3 separate regions of the Sus scrofa genome follow, and all the other regions are linked to region 1. Evidence: chromatin contacts called from public Hi-C and HiChIP or PLAC-seq data. All regions are on one chromosome and are shown on one strand. Each heading gives the region's core, a stretch centred on a gene start, on an enhancer-like site or on the middle of the called end of the contact. The rest is flanking DNA. Distances are from core to core; before and after follow the strand shown. Region 1 holds the start of CAPNS1 (calpain small subunit 1). Region 2 holds the start of SDHAF1 (succinate dehydrogenase assembly factor 1, mitochondrial). Region 3 holds the start of NFKBID (NF-kappa-B inhibitor delta).

Evidence for each region. A called contact is a pair of places that touch in the nucleus more often than the background predicts. HiChIP or PLAC-seq counts read pairs in DNA pulled down with a chosen protein or histone mark.
Region 2: a contact with region 1 is called in an H3K27ac HiChIP or PLAC-seq map of alveolar macrophages. The contact joins the promoter of SDHAF1 here to the promoter of CAPNS1 in region 1. A contact is called at or near these places in 3 of 47 Hi-C or Micro-C datasets (fetal heart ventricle, heart right ventricle and mesenteric adipose tissue) and 2 of 2 datasets of contacts at active chromatin or transcription factors (alveolar macrophages and skeletal muscle).
Region 3: a Hi-C map of liver shows a contact between it and region 1, with 3 times the contacts expected there. The contact joins the promoter of NFKBID here to the promoter of CAPNS1 in region 1. A contact is called at or near these places in 1 of 47 Hi-C or Micro-C datasets (liver) and 1 of 2 datasets of contacts at active chromatin or transcription factors (alveolar macrophages).

The regions. Positions count from the first base shown.
Region 1 is chr6:45,510,149-45,514,768 of Sscrofa11.1, reverse strand. It overlaps CAPNS1 (calpain small subunit 1), which reads right to left and starts at 3,359. Exons shown (of 11, transcript NM_214318.2): 1 at 3,311-3,359; 2 at 2,244-2,464; 3 at 1,303-1,336; 4 at 910-999; 5 at 698-755; 6 at 536-600. The coding sequence starts at 2,446.
Region 2 is chr6:45,373,006-45,377,746 of Sscrofa11.1, reverse strand. SDHAF1 (succinate dehydrogenase assembly factor 1, mitochondrial) reads right to left here and starts at 3,033. Exons shown (of 1, transcript XM_013998366.2): 1 at 1,401-3,033. The coding sequence starts at 2,404. The coding sequence ends at 2,054.
Region 3 is chr6:45,304,711-45,308,944 of Sscrofa11.1, reverse strand. It overlaps NFKBID (NF-kappa-B inhibitor delta), which reads left to right and starts at 1,474. Exons shown (of 12, transcript XM_021097180.1): 1 at 1,474-2,030; 2 at 4,098-4,198. It overlaps HCST (hematopoietic cell signal transducer), which reads right to left and starts at 1,409. Exons shown (of 4, transcript NM_214142.1): 1 at 1,269-1,409; 2 at 864-887; 3 at 280-411; 4 at 1-54. The coding sequence starts at 1,311. The coding sequence ends at 14.

The DNA of each region.
Region 1 (4,620 bases), core at 2,110-4,609:
TCCCTAGCCTTGCTCAGTGGGTTAAGGATCTGGCATTGCCATGAGCTGTGGTGTAGGTCACAGACATGGCTCGGATCCTGCATTGCTATGGCTATGGTGTAGGCCGGCGGCTACAACCCCGATTAGACCCCTAGCCTAGGAACCTCCATGTGCCATGGGTGTGGCCCTAGAAAAGACAAAAAAACAAAAAAAAACCCATAACCACTCAGAATTCCTCATGTATAAAATTCTTCAAGGAGTTCCCGTTGTGGCTCAGCAGTAATAAACACAACTAGTATCCGTGAGGATTCGGATTTGATCGCTGGCCTTACTCGGTGGGTTAAGAATCTGGCATTGCCATGAGCTGTGGTGAAGGTCGAAGATATGGCTTGGATCCCATGTTGCCGTGGCGTAGGCCAGCAGCTGTAACTCCAATTCGACCCCTAGCCTGGGAACTTCCATATGCCACAGATGCAGCCCTAAACAGCAAAAAAAAAAAGGAAGGAAGGAAATCCCATCTTCACCAAGGCCTCCCCAAGACTGCCCTCAAGGATACATCCATCACAGCCACCATGCTTCGACATGTGTCAATGCCAAAACCATCAGTCTTCAGATCAGGGTCTGTGGGGAACAGGTTGAAAATCAGAGGTCAGAGATCACAGCTGCCCCAGCCACCATGCCCCTAAGCCTGCCCCATGTGTTGACGCCGGACACTCACGTCGGGTCACGACCTTGTTGAGAATGTTCATGAGTTCCGTGGCACTGACCTCCATGTCCTGAGGGGAAAAGTTAGGAATGGGTCGGGGTGACTGGAAGGGGTCTGTGCGTGTCATGAGGGAGGATGGGAACTTGAGGATTGTACACGTAAAGGGCAGCCCAAGGGAAGGCACCGGAGGATTCCGACAGGTCTGGGGACCCCAGGTTACTTACATCTCCAGCCAGCTGGGCAAAGAGCCTCCGAAACTGCCGGACCTCCTCACTCTCATTGGCCTCAATGTTGGAATAATGGGTGCGAGGGGGCTGCAGAAGGAGGAGATCTCAGAGCAGGAAGGGAGAGGGGTGTCCTGGCCAGGACAGCCCTAAATGGGAAAGTCAGAGTGGGCTGGGAGGTTGAGTGACCAGAGAATGAGAGGTGGCCAGTGATTAGGGAGCGGATACCACTAAGTTTGGGGACATGACAAGGGGGAGACTTCATGAGATAAATTTCATAAGGAGAGGTGTGGGGCTTTTTTCAGAGGGACAAGGACGGGTGCTGGAAAAGGCCTCCGAATGAGAAGGGGTCTCCGACTGCGAAGGGCGGCTTGAGTGCGAAGGGCGGCTTACCGGGGGCTCGGGGTTGTACTGCGCAGCCGCCTCACTGAAGGGAAACGGGAGAAGTTAGTGTAGAGCCAGGGGGCGGGGCCTCCAACTGGCAGCTCCAGCCCCACGACCCAGCCCACCAAGCCCCACCGCGTAGCCTGCCAGCCTACCTACCAGCTCCCTCCGCCTGCCTCATCAGTCTTTGCCCTCACCTGTCCCTATCCTTGCTGCCCTGGTTGTGCCCCCTACACAGTGGCGGATCTCTCAAAAGACAAAGCCCCTTCGAGGGCATACTTCCTAGAAGCCCGGCCCCAGCTTTCCCAGGGCCCACCTTCCTCAGGTCTCACCTGTCTAGGAACCTACTCCATCTCCACGGCTTCTGAACACTTGCGTCCTCCCAAGATCCCACCCCAGCTCCGTGAGTTCTCACTCCTTCAAGGGATCACATTCAGGGGCCAAAACTAACTAGGCCCCTACCGACCACCCGCCCTACCTCCCTCAGGACATTTTTCTATTTTAATCCAGCCAGTTCCTGGCCAGGCCCTGTCCCTTCAAGTCCTTTTCCCCTATCCCATTAAGCCTGGCCTTCTTCTGGGCACACCCCTGAACGCACCTACGAGGGCTATGCCGCGCCCCTAGGTAAGCTTTGCCCCAGTGAAGTGACACCCGGCTTCAGTAGCTCCGCCCCCTTAACGTTAGTCTCCAGGTTAGCGGAAGGAGGCTGCACCTGGCCATTAAGCCCCACCTGGCCCATCAAATTGTGTCTCCCACCACAGTCAAAACTACTCCCATATCAAGTCCCGCTCCCTGAACTCAATACAGTCGGCCTCCTCAAGGCCGGTCTGCTGGCCCAGACCAGCCCCAGCCTAATTAATGTTCCGGGTCCGGGTCTAAGTTACCCCATTCTATTCTTGCGGGACCAGCCTCCTCCTCCAGGCCCCGCCCCTCTGCAGGCCCCGCCTTACCTGATGGCGCTAATAACCCCGCCCAGGATGCGCATGGCAGTTCCGCCACCACCGCCGCCGCCTCCTCCGCCACCGCCGCCGCCACCGCCGCCTCCGGCCCCGCTGATCAGGCCTCCGAGCACATTCCCTAGGCCCCCGCCCAAGCCCCCGCCTCCCCCGCCGCCGCCGCCGCCACCCTTCAGGAACGAGTTAACCAGGAACATGGCTGTGACTCAAGATTCCTGAGGGGGAGAAAAAAGGAGTCAAGTTGCTGTCCCGTCCCTAAGCCCGCCCCTTCCCCCCCAAATACACGCATTTCTGGCTGCTGGACTGGGGGAAGTAATAAGAAGCCTCTGACTGGGGCTCGAGGGTTCATTCAGGATAGGGCCTGGGCTTCTGGGGGAGGGTGTCTCGGATGGGTGGCATAAAGTCGGATTATCTGGTTTGAAACCTCTTCCCGGTCCAAAGAGTCCATATCTGGCTCGAAGGACCCTGGACTGAGTATACGCATAGGCATCATTAAGCACCAGACACCAGCCAAGTCAAGTGGGGTTCTCGAGATGGGGGCCCCAAGCAGGCGCTCTAATCTGGGATTCAGAGCCCCAAAACTGATGTAGAGGTCTGGGGCGGATCAGGGCGTGGATCAGAAATTCTCTGCCTGGAGGCCCCAGGGCCAGGATTTAGGGAAGCCAGAATGTAAGCTTGCGGGTTTAGGTACAAACAGCAGCGAGATAACAGTGTCATTGCTGGGTCTGTGGGTTCGGGTCTAAGACTGTGGGTGTGAGCCCCGGGGTCCGAGATAACGGAGTCCCCATTAGAACTGAGATCGGATCTAGGATCGCGATTCTGGAGGCCGCACCCAGAGCTGAATTTACCGGCTACCTCTCAAATCCATGCTCCTACTTCAGAACCTGAGAGGGAGGGTGGAAGAGTCTCCGGGGCGGGATAACTGGGGCCAGACAGATCTAGGGGTTTGAACATGGGTCTAGGGGACTCCTGAGACCAAAATTGTAGGATCTCTATGGTTTTGGAGGCCGCCAGGGCCGGGCTTAGGGAGACCAGGGGGGAAGTCCGGACTGGGCGCTCACCGCCTCGTTCACGCGTCCGCGGGTCCGCTTCTCTGTGCAGCTCCTGGGCCTCCGGCTGCGTCCGGCTCCGCAGGGCGGGGCGGGTGACTCAGGCGGCCCGGGCAGGGTTAGGCTATGCAGGGCGGCCCGGACGGATTCCGCGCGGTCCTAGAGCCGGTATTAAAACTGCGCAGGCGCCTGCTGGCCCCGCCCAGTGTAACAGGGTGCGGCTGCTGAGAATTCGCTGTGCGTTTCCTGAGCCGCAGTTCTGACGCCGCCCGGAGTTCATAGACTGGAAATCTTTCTCTACGCCTTTCGGTCCCCAATGCAGGCACTCGGGGACCAGGACTCCGAGGTGACCCGAACAGTCGCCAAGCCTAAATGTTGTAGTGTGAATTGTCGTCCCAAAGCCAAGCCTCCAGATGTTTTTGGTCTGCTCGGATAGGGATTCTTGGGACTCTTGGCACTTGTACCCTATCCTAGCCTTGTCGCGACAGACAGCGTCTGGAGACCCCGGATTTTGTTTTGCTCACAGTCTGAGGACAAGCGCCCTCATCTGTGTGGGGGGACCCTGCAGGCACAGCCCTGATGGCAGCCCAGTTACTCCCAGGAATGGGACTTCTTTGTTCCTCCACCTGCACCCCTTTACCCCCTGGGTCAGGGTCACCAGAATCATTTTACTTGGATGGACCAAAAAAAATCATTTTACCTGGTCTCAGTCTTCCAGTCTCTAAAGAGGGTCCAGACACTGGAAGAGGCTGGGGGCCACAGCCTGGTTTCTGAAGCTTGATGTTCCCAAGGTCAGGTGGTGGGCAGGGTGGGGAATGCAACTGAAAGGAAAAATGGCAACTGAAGCAACCCTTGGAGCCCTTTTGCTTGCTCTCTAGTTGCAACCTTCAACCTGTGAGCGCCCAGTACTCTTTCAAGGCTCCTTCAGGCACACTGGCTGGCTGTCCAGCCCTTAGCCTCTTCCTGGGAAGCTGGTTCAGCTGGAGTTTGAATCCTGACTTTGCCTCTTAATAATTTGGGGTCCCATAACAGTGATTTAAACAATGATTTTCTAATCTGTAAAATGCCAACAAGGGTTTCCATGTCCCCACTTCTAGGCCTCTACGAGAATTTTGTGGTAAATGTTTAGTAAACAGTAGCTGTTGGAGTTCCTCTTGTGGCTCAGTGGGTTAAGAACTCAACTAGCATCCATGAGGATGCGGGTTAGATCCCTGGCCTTGCTCAGTGGGTTAAGGATCTGGTGTTGCTGCAAGCTGTGGCATAGGTCATGGATGTGGCTCAGATCTGGGGTTGCTGTGGCCGTGGCGTAGGCCCGGAAACTT
Region 2 (4,741 bases), core at 1,784-4,283, 140 kb after region 1:
CAATGCTGGATCCTAAAGCCACTGAGCGAGGCCAGGAATTGAACCTGCATCCTCATGGATACCTAGCTGGGTTTGTAACCCACTAAGCCACAATGGGAACTCCTCAAGGTTACTCTTATATAACCAGAGTACAGTTACCAAAATCGGGAAATTTAATAACTAAATTCAATTATTTTAGTCTTTTTGCTATTTCTTTGGGCTGCTCCCGAGGCACATGGAGGTTCCCAGGCTAGGGGTCGAATCGGAGCTGGAGCCCCTGGCCTACGCCAGAGCCACAGCAACACAGGATCTGAGCTGCGTCTGCAACCTACACCACAGCTCACAGCAACGCCGGATCGTTAACCCACTGGGCAAGACCAGGGACCGAACCCGCAACCTCATGGTTCCTAGTCGGATTCGTTAACCACTGAGCCACGACCGGAACTCCCACTAAATTCAATTATTAACCCACAATCTGTATTCCAAATTATTCTCAGTCCCTTAAGTCCTTTATAGCAATTTTCTCAGATCAGGAGATTAACAGAAGAGGGTCAAGGGGTTGAGATGCACTCACTCTGTGCCTAAGAAGAGTGTTAACACATGGCAACACAGACACACTACCAACCGGGAGCTTTATCAGCAGCATACTCCAAGCCAAGGACATGAGTGAAGCGGCTTATTTTATTTTTGCCTTTTTGCTATTTCTTGGGCTGCTCCTGCGGCATAAGGAGATTCCCAGGCTAGGGGTCGAATCAGAGCTGTAGCTTCCAGCCTATGCCAGAGCCACAGCAACGCGGGATCCGAGCCGCGTCTGCGACCTACACCACAGCTCAAGGCAACGCTGGATCGTTAACCCACTGAGCAAGGAAGGCCAGGGATCGAACCTGCAACCTCCTGGTTCCTAGTCGGATTCGTTAACCACTGAGACATGACGGGAACTCCCACTTTCCATTTATTTAACCGACCTGAGTGCAAATACCGCTGAGGGCTGCAAAATGAAGTACCCCAGAGAATGTGGGGACATGCGAGGAGCTGTGCCTGTGGCTTGTGGTCTATCTCTCCTTCCCCACCCCTGGGCCTTGCTAGCAAAACCCCAGCTTGTAGCTGAGACTGGATTCCTCAGCCAGGTTTAAGGGCCCCACTACTGCCTCAGGGATTACCAGCCTCGTCTCCTCTGCTCCATCATCTCCTCTCCCACCTCACTGCTTTCCATGAAGAAGTCAAGTGGGGCTTCTCTGTGGTCAAACCAGGGTGGGTCTGCTCCATGGATCTGCCCAGGGGTGAGAACTATGCTACTCCAACCAATCTACCACTCCAGAGAGCTTAGAGAAGAAACAGCTCCCCACACACATCCTCTCCCCATAGGTCAGGGCTTGGTGTGTGTAGGGGGGACCTCTTCAAAAACCCAAACACATCAAATCTTTAAGATCATCAACAGGGAAGTAAGCACATCCCCCATTTTATTCCCTTTGTCCAGTGGCCCTGAGCAAGGAAAGGAGCAAGAGTTGGGGGTCCCCTCAGAACCATGACGTAGAGGTCTCGACGGGGGTCTTTAGTTGATTAACTGGGGTGAAAGACCCCTAGCCCCTTCCTCACTGGTCCCAGTCTGTAACAACGGGGGAAAGATTTTTCTTAAGGAGGATTCCAGGCTTTTCACCGTCCACCAGGACATCTTCCCAAACTCCTCAGCAAAAAGTCTGCTCTTCTAAGAGTTAAATCCAGGAGAGTCTCCTTGAGGAACCAGGAGTGATACGTTCTCAGGCGTCAAGAGAAGGCGTCTCGGTCTTTTTCCGTCCAACAGCGGGGAGTCCCGGCTCCCCAGGCCTTGGGATAAATAGCTCTCAGCCTGACAGTCCAGTCAGCGGGCGACCCAGGCCGCCCCGAGCCGTGAGCAGGCAAGGTCAGGCATCTCTCGCCATCTGACCCGTTGCCAGGAGGGCTCTGCAACTCCCCCAATTTGTCGATCCAGTCTCTCAAGCCCTTTCACTTTCCATCAAGCGTGTTTCCTGGGCCTCCCAGGCAGTCAGGCGGGCCCCCCAGTTCCCCTGAGCCATCGAGCGAGCCCTTTAGCCGGTCACCGTTCACTGGACGGGGTACCCGGTGCCCCCATGCTGTCCAGCGGTCTCTTCGGACCTTCACCAGGCGGGGTCCCTGGGGCCTCGGCGCCGCAGGACTCCTCGGTCGGGTCACGCGTACGCACGAAGGCGCCCATGGCCGTGGCGTGGCCTGAGCGCAGCAGCTGGAGCTGCCGCCGCCCGCGGCGGTAAAGGTACTCGATACGCAGTACGTCAGAGCGTGGCAGGCAGGCGTGCTGCCGGAACTCGGCCCGCACGCGCGCCTCGGCCCCTGGCTTCCCACGCCCGGCGCGCAGCAGTTCGCGGTACAGGCTCAGAACTTGCCTCTGGAGCCGGCTATGTCGGCTCATGGTAGCAGCTGGGTCCAGGGCGCACGCCGCGAAACCCCACCAAGCGGCGCCTCAGCGCACTCGGGAGACGCGGCAGAGCTCGGCAAAGAGCACTTCCGGCGCCCGCCTCCTGCTTTACGGCGCCGTCGCGCCCCATTGGCTGTCGCAGCTGTTAGGTCACAATGCTGTGAGTAAGGGGCGGAGCTGCTGACCCCAAGGGAGAATCATGTCCTTGAAGGGACGGTAGTTCTGAGGGCCCGGAGCAGGAGCGCAGTAGGCGCTCAGACTCTTAGGTTTGGGGTCAGAAGGGAGCAGGGGATCCTGACTTACTCTTGGGTCCTGCGAGAGGAGAGATCTGGAGGTCGGGACTCGTGTGTCCCCCCAGGGCGCGAAGGGGCACTGGGAGAGAGAAGACAGGCACAGGCATGGTTTAGTCCTCATTTATTAAAGCAATCTCGGGAAGTTCCGGGCGTTCCCACCCCCAAAGCGGGTGTACGTCGAGGACCCCAACCCTAGGAACGCGAGAGGCTCGGGGTCACGCGATGAAGTGTTGGGTCACAGCTGGCGGGACAAGCCTCCCGGTGCTGTGGGAAGACGAGCATAGGGAGATGATATAGGTTGCAAGCCTCCAAAGGTGGGGCTGGGAGTTGGGCTGCTAGCGCCCTCTGCCGATGCGAGTCGGTTCCCGGGGTAGGAGAGGGAGGGACCTCCCCAGCTATTATAGCCCGGAGTCCAGCCTGCCTGAAACCCGTCGAATAGGCTGCCCGAAATTCCGTTGTACGCCCCACAGGCTACTTGGAGGCGTCCTGGTAGCTCTGGGAGGCCTGCAAGGCCACGGCCCCCTAGGGCCCTACCAGCACCCTGAGCGTGGAGGACTACTGGACAATAACCAGAGCCCTATGCCCAGCGTGCGACCACCTCCTGCACACCAGCTACTCGAACTGCACAGCACGAGGCGTGGGTTCCGCCAGAAGGGAGGCGGGTCGGGGGCGGGAATGAGGGCCGGAGTCCAGGAGTAGCACAAGGGAAGATCTGAAACCCACTGTGAATCCCTCTGGTGTCACTATCAGAAATACATACCCAGGTCTTTGCTAAAGGAATAAGGCTGGGATTTGCTTTTAAAATCCTCCAGCACAAACAAAAAGAGTGGGAGGAGACGATGAAAGCAAGCATGGCAAAATATTTGTAACTGTAATGGCGTTTCATAACACTAGTCTCTCCTTTTGTGATGCTTGGAATTTTCCATAATAAACACTTTCTTAGGAGAGCTTTAGAGAAAAAAAAAAAAAAAGCCTCTGGAACCTATCACATCTCTCTCACCTGTGTCTTCATAATCTAATATCTGTTTACCGAGCACATATTCAAGGCCAGGCACTGTTCCAAGCGCTTTAATATTTCATTTATAAGATTATGTATGACAGTATTGTTAATAAAATATGCAATATGATGCAATTGATATTTTAATATGCTGTCACCTAATTTGTTTTATGTAATATGTTTATTTGAAAACAGTGAATATTTAAAATAGTTTATTAAACATTTCAATTTTTTTTTTTTTTTTTTGTCTTTTTAGGACTGCACCCGTGGCATATGGAGGTTCCCAGGCTAGGGGTCAAATCGGAGCTGTAGCCACCGGTCTACGCCACAGCAACACCAGATCCGAGCCACATCTGTGACCTATACCACAGCTCACAGCTACACCCAATACGTAACCCACTGAGTGAGGCCAGGGATCAAACCCACAACCTCATGCTTCCTACGCAGATTAGTTTCTGCTGCGCCACCATGAGAACTCTGAGGTGATGCTGTTTCTCATCACAGGATTTCAGGTTTGTTTTCCCCTTCCTTATGACTACTGTCCATTTTGCTTGCTCAGATCCCAATTCTCCTGCTGCTCTCCTGCTTCCAAGTTCCTTGAGGAGCCACGCTTCCTCCACCCTGGCATCTCTCCCTGCTGGATTTGTGCTTCAGGGAGGTAGGGGAGACTCTGTGCCCTCCCACCCAGGGCTAGAGACCTCTCTTACAGGGATGTAACATCCGTTGTGGCAGCAGCCACAGTGGTCCTGGGACACACAGGGTCACCCTCCCAGCCCTCATGGCATCAGGTGGAAAAGAGGGCAAGGCTGAGAGGCAGGACACAGCCCCCATGATTGGTCCATGCACAGATGCTATAGTGGTTTCGGGTAGGCAAGTCAGGGCTGCAGGTGGATGGCTCAGGACTCCGGTTTCCCTTTCCAAGCCCATGGCCTCCTGCCCCTCGTCAGGCTCGCTTTCCATTGATGTTTCCCAACCTCACCACCTTTGCAATTCCAGTTCCCTGTCCCTTGGATGTCCCTCCGACACACTCTCCCAGCCAAT
Region 3 (4,234 bases), core at 225-2,724, 200 kb after region 1:
GCTTATAGCGGGGTCAGCCCCTGCCCGGCATGTTGATGTAGATTTTGCCGTCTTCTGGGGGTGGGGGAGAGAGAGCACGAGGCCTGACCACCCACCTCCCACCCACATCTCCACTTCCTTGGGGACCCCCTGTCTCAGGGGTTTCCTCAGGAGTTCCCCCAAGCACCGCCCCCAGGGTTTCCCCAGAACCTCCAGGGCTTGCCCTGGGGCCCCCGCCCTGGGGACCCCCCTCCCTAGGGACACCAACCCTCTTCAGGCCCAGCCCGTCCCTGCCCTCACCTTGGGTGGGCCTGCTGCGTGGGCGTCCGCACACAAATACCCCCACCACGATTAACAGTGACACAACTGCATCAGCGGCCACGAGGCCTGCTAGGAGTGGCAGGGAGAGGGGCCCACATCCGGAACAGGAACCTGAAGGGTTGGGGCCGAGATGAGAAGGTGGCTGGCGGGGAGGGTGTGGTTCCAGACACTCGTGGCTGGGCTTGGGGCAAAGTAAGTCCCTTTGGAGTTGGGTGGCCCAGATTCCCTGGGGAATGAGGGGAGATCCAGAGACAGGCTGATGTGTCCCAAGGCCCCAGGGGCTGTGCTCTGGGCATGGTGGATACCCCTGAAGATAGGCCTCGGGGGGTGGGGTGGCTGGGTCCCTGGGTCTTCTGTTTGGTGATGAGAATGGTGAGATGGAGTTCCAGAGAGGGCTGTGGGTCCTTTGGAGCCTCCGATTTGGGGATGGGAGGTCAGATGGTGACCTGGAGAGCCGCTGGGGGTGTTCCAGGAATGTCAGGCCACACTTTGGGGCAGCGGGGGGAGGGAAGCAGTACCTGAAGTCGCTGCTCCACAAAGGGAAAGGGGTGTTGATTTCTCACCTGAGGTCACCTGCGCTGCAGCCACTGTGGAAGGATAGGGAAGATAGATCAGCAGGGAGAGGAGGTTCCCAAAGGAAAAGGTGATGTCTTCAGAAGTAATGTCCACTCTGGAGAGATGCAATGCGAAAGAGGGGCCAAACGGGAGGGGAGCCCCCCGAGACACAGAGAGACAGAAACCCAGAAGTAGAGACGGAAACTCAGCAGTGAGAAGAAGAAGAACAGGTGGCCATTCCAAACCCAGCTTCCCTCCCCAAAGCACCAGGCCCAGAAGCCTACATGGGAGGGGGGTGCTGGGAGAAGGACCTGCCCTTAGCACCCCTCACTTCAGATGCCACCCAAGCTGTCCCTTTTACAAAACTTGCCTAACACACAGCCCGGCCCCCCCGCCCCGACCACTGGCTTCACCTGGGAGCAAAAGCAGGAACAGGATGCCGCCTGGAGGGGCCATGGTGGGCTGGGGGCGGGAAGGGTTCTGGTCCACAGAAGTCCTGAGGAACAGTGGGGGGAGTAGAGAGGCAGCAATAGCGGATGTCACTCTGCTGGTGGCAAGGCAATCTGCTTCCTGTGTAAGTGGGAGGAAGAGAGGTGGTAGATCCCTGTGACTGTCTAACAGGACAACTGGGGTTGGGGGGCGGTCAGAGAGACTAGGAGGCTACTATGATTGTCCAGGTGGGAGGTGACAGGGAAACCAGGTTGTGGGCACCGAGGAGATTCTGGAAAGATTTCGGAGGTAGAGCCAACAAAACTTCCTGATGGAGTAGATATGAGTGCATATGAGAGAGACAGAGGGGTCCAGGATGACCAAACTTCTGGCTTGGGCAACTGAAAAGGCAGAGCATCCTTTGGCGGGATGGAGAAGGAGGAGGAGCAGGTTTAGGGGAAACAGGCTGGGGTGTGGGCACACTGAGTTGGAAATGCCTGATAGGTCCCCCTGTGGAGAAGCTGAACCACCAGAGCTGCCTGCCTCTGAGTTCATGGGCTAAGTCTGGTCTGGAGATGTAAATTTAGGGGTCGGTGCCTTAGGGATGGTACTGAGAGCCATGCGGCAGGATGAGATCATCGAGGAAGTGAGTCCAGATAGAGGAGCAACACCCAACACACCACCTCCCCCCAACACCAAGAATGAGTGAAGAGGAAGAAACAGCCAGAACAGGAGCAGCGAGTGAGGTAAGAGAACCAGGAGAACACGGAGTCTTGAAAGCAGGGGACAAATGTGATTTACTTGGTCACCGAGATGGGAACTGAGAATGAGCCTCCCACTGGAATGTCAGGCTGCTTGAGGGCTGGGAATTCCCGCCTGCTTAGCTCACACCTATACCACCGCACCCAGCAAAGCACCCCACTTGCAGTAAAAAATTATTTTCAAAGATGAATGAATAAATGAGAGCTGATCTCTGAAAAAATGAAGAGGGAGAAACTGGAGTCCACCTACATCACTTTCTTCCAGACCTTTCCTCCCCTCGGATGAGGGAGTTCAGAACCTCCAGCTCCCTGCTCCCTCAGGGCTCAGTAATACGGGCACCACCCCCTCCACCCTGTGCCTCCAGCCCAGGGCCCGGGAGTCTTCTCCCTCCGACCAAAGATGGGGCTCCCAAATCTCTTTCCGGGGAGACTTCGGAGTCAGGCCCTCAAAGCCCCGCCCATTCAGAGACCAGGTTTGCGCTAGCGCCGCGCGGGGACTCCCCAGGCTTGTAGGCGGGGCCCTGCCCAGGACTGGGCGGTGCCAGAACTTCAGTTTAAAAACTCGCGGGGGACCCGACGCAAGATCGGGGACCCAGCGGCGGCTCCGCGGGGAAACAGCGAGGCTGGCGCAGCGCCGAGGCCGGGGCCCTGGGGGCCCGCAATCCGCGCCACGGAATCCCCGAGGTAATGGAAAGTGTGGGGGGTGGGGGGAAGCACGCTCGGTCCCTAACAGAGGGGCCGGGGCCGGGGGGCACTTTTGAGGCTCCGAGAGACAGAGCTGGAGCATCAAGAGTAAAGGGTCAAGCATCAAGCTGAGAGCGAGGGTAACCCGCGTTTGGAGGGGGCAGAGGGCCCAGACTCCTGGGTTGTGATGACGGAGCGGCTGGGATTTCGGACCCTTGAGTCCCGAGGGGTAAAGGACTGGGATTTGGAATCCTAGGTCCCGGGGGGAAAGCGCAGGGAGCCGGGACCCCTGGGTCCTGGGAAGAGGGGGTGAGGGTCTGAACTCCATGCTCCAGAAAGAGAGGTTGGATTGAGTCGTTGGGGGCGTGGTTGTTTAAAATCCGCCAAGGTCTGGGTGTGGAAGGCCCAGCGCCAGGCCACAGGGATTCACAATGGCCATGACCCTGCCCCCGGCCCGGGATTTCCCGGGTCGCCACCCGGCCCGAGGCCCCGGGCTTAACAGGAATTCCCCATGTGCGGGGATTCCACGAGTGCCACGCTTGGCCACGCATCGCTTCTCGGAGCCCGACACCTGCGGCATTGAGCCGGGAGGAAGAGGGAGGTGGAAGATTCCCTTGCGTGAGCGCCGTGACGTCAGCGCGTTGCGCCCGGGCTGTTTCCGAGTCCGCCCTTCCCCCCTTAACCCTTCCTCCGCCGGAACTGGCTCGGAAGGGTGAAGGCTGAGGGCTCCGCCTTTCTGAGTTGCGCAAACTAGGCGACTAGAAGCGAGGACCGGGTCTTAGTCGGGGAGTGGGCTGAGGGCCCGTACTTCTGGCGGGGGAGTGGGTGCAAGTCTCCCAGACTCCTGCGGGGTGGGGCCTGGACTCCTGAGTCTGAAGTGGGGGGCCGAGATCGGAACCTTTGGATCCCTGATAAGCGAGGGGGTTATTGACTTCGTGGCTCCTCGGGGAAAGGGGCTGGGGACTCGGATGCCTGGTTTCCCGAAGAAGGAGTATCAGGGCAGAGAACCTGCATGTGTGTCTCCGGAGAGTGATGCCCAGCGACGCCCCGAATCCTTCAGCCCTGGGAGATCAAGGGGTGGGATTTTTCACGGAAGTGGCGGAGCAGGGGGTTGCAGAGGGCGCCCTCCACCCCCTTCCTCAGTTTCCACGACGCTGGTGGAAAGTTGGGTCAGAGGGGAAAGTGCGGAGCAAAAGGAAGGAAATGGCGGAGGCGGCGCCACACCCGAAATCTTAGATTGGCTTGGGAGCTCTCTGGCGACATCAGTGTGCCAGTTTTTCCGCGCAGGAGGGCGAGGAGAGCGCCCTCCCCCGCGCGCTTAGATGATTTAAGGACCTCTGGTAACTTCCTTCCCACCTCACCCCACAGTGAGTCGGAATGAGCGTAGCCACTGCCCATCGCAGACGGTGAAGAAGCTTCTGGAGGAACAGAGGCGCCGCCAGCAGCAGCCTGACGCCGGTGGGCTACCGGTGAGGCCGGTGAAACCCCGCCAACTACAACTCCCA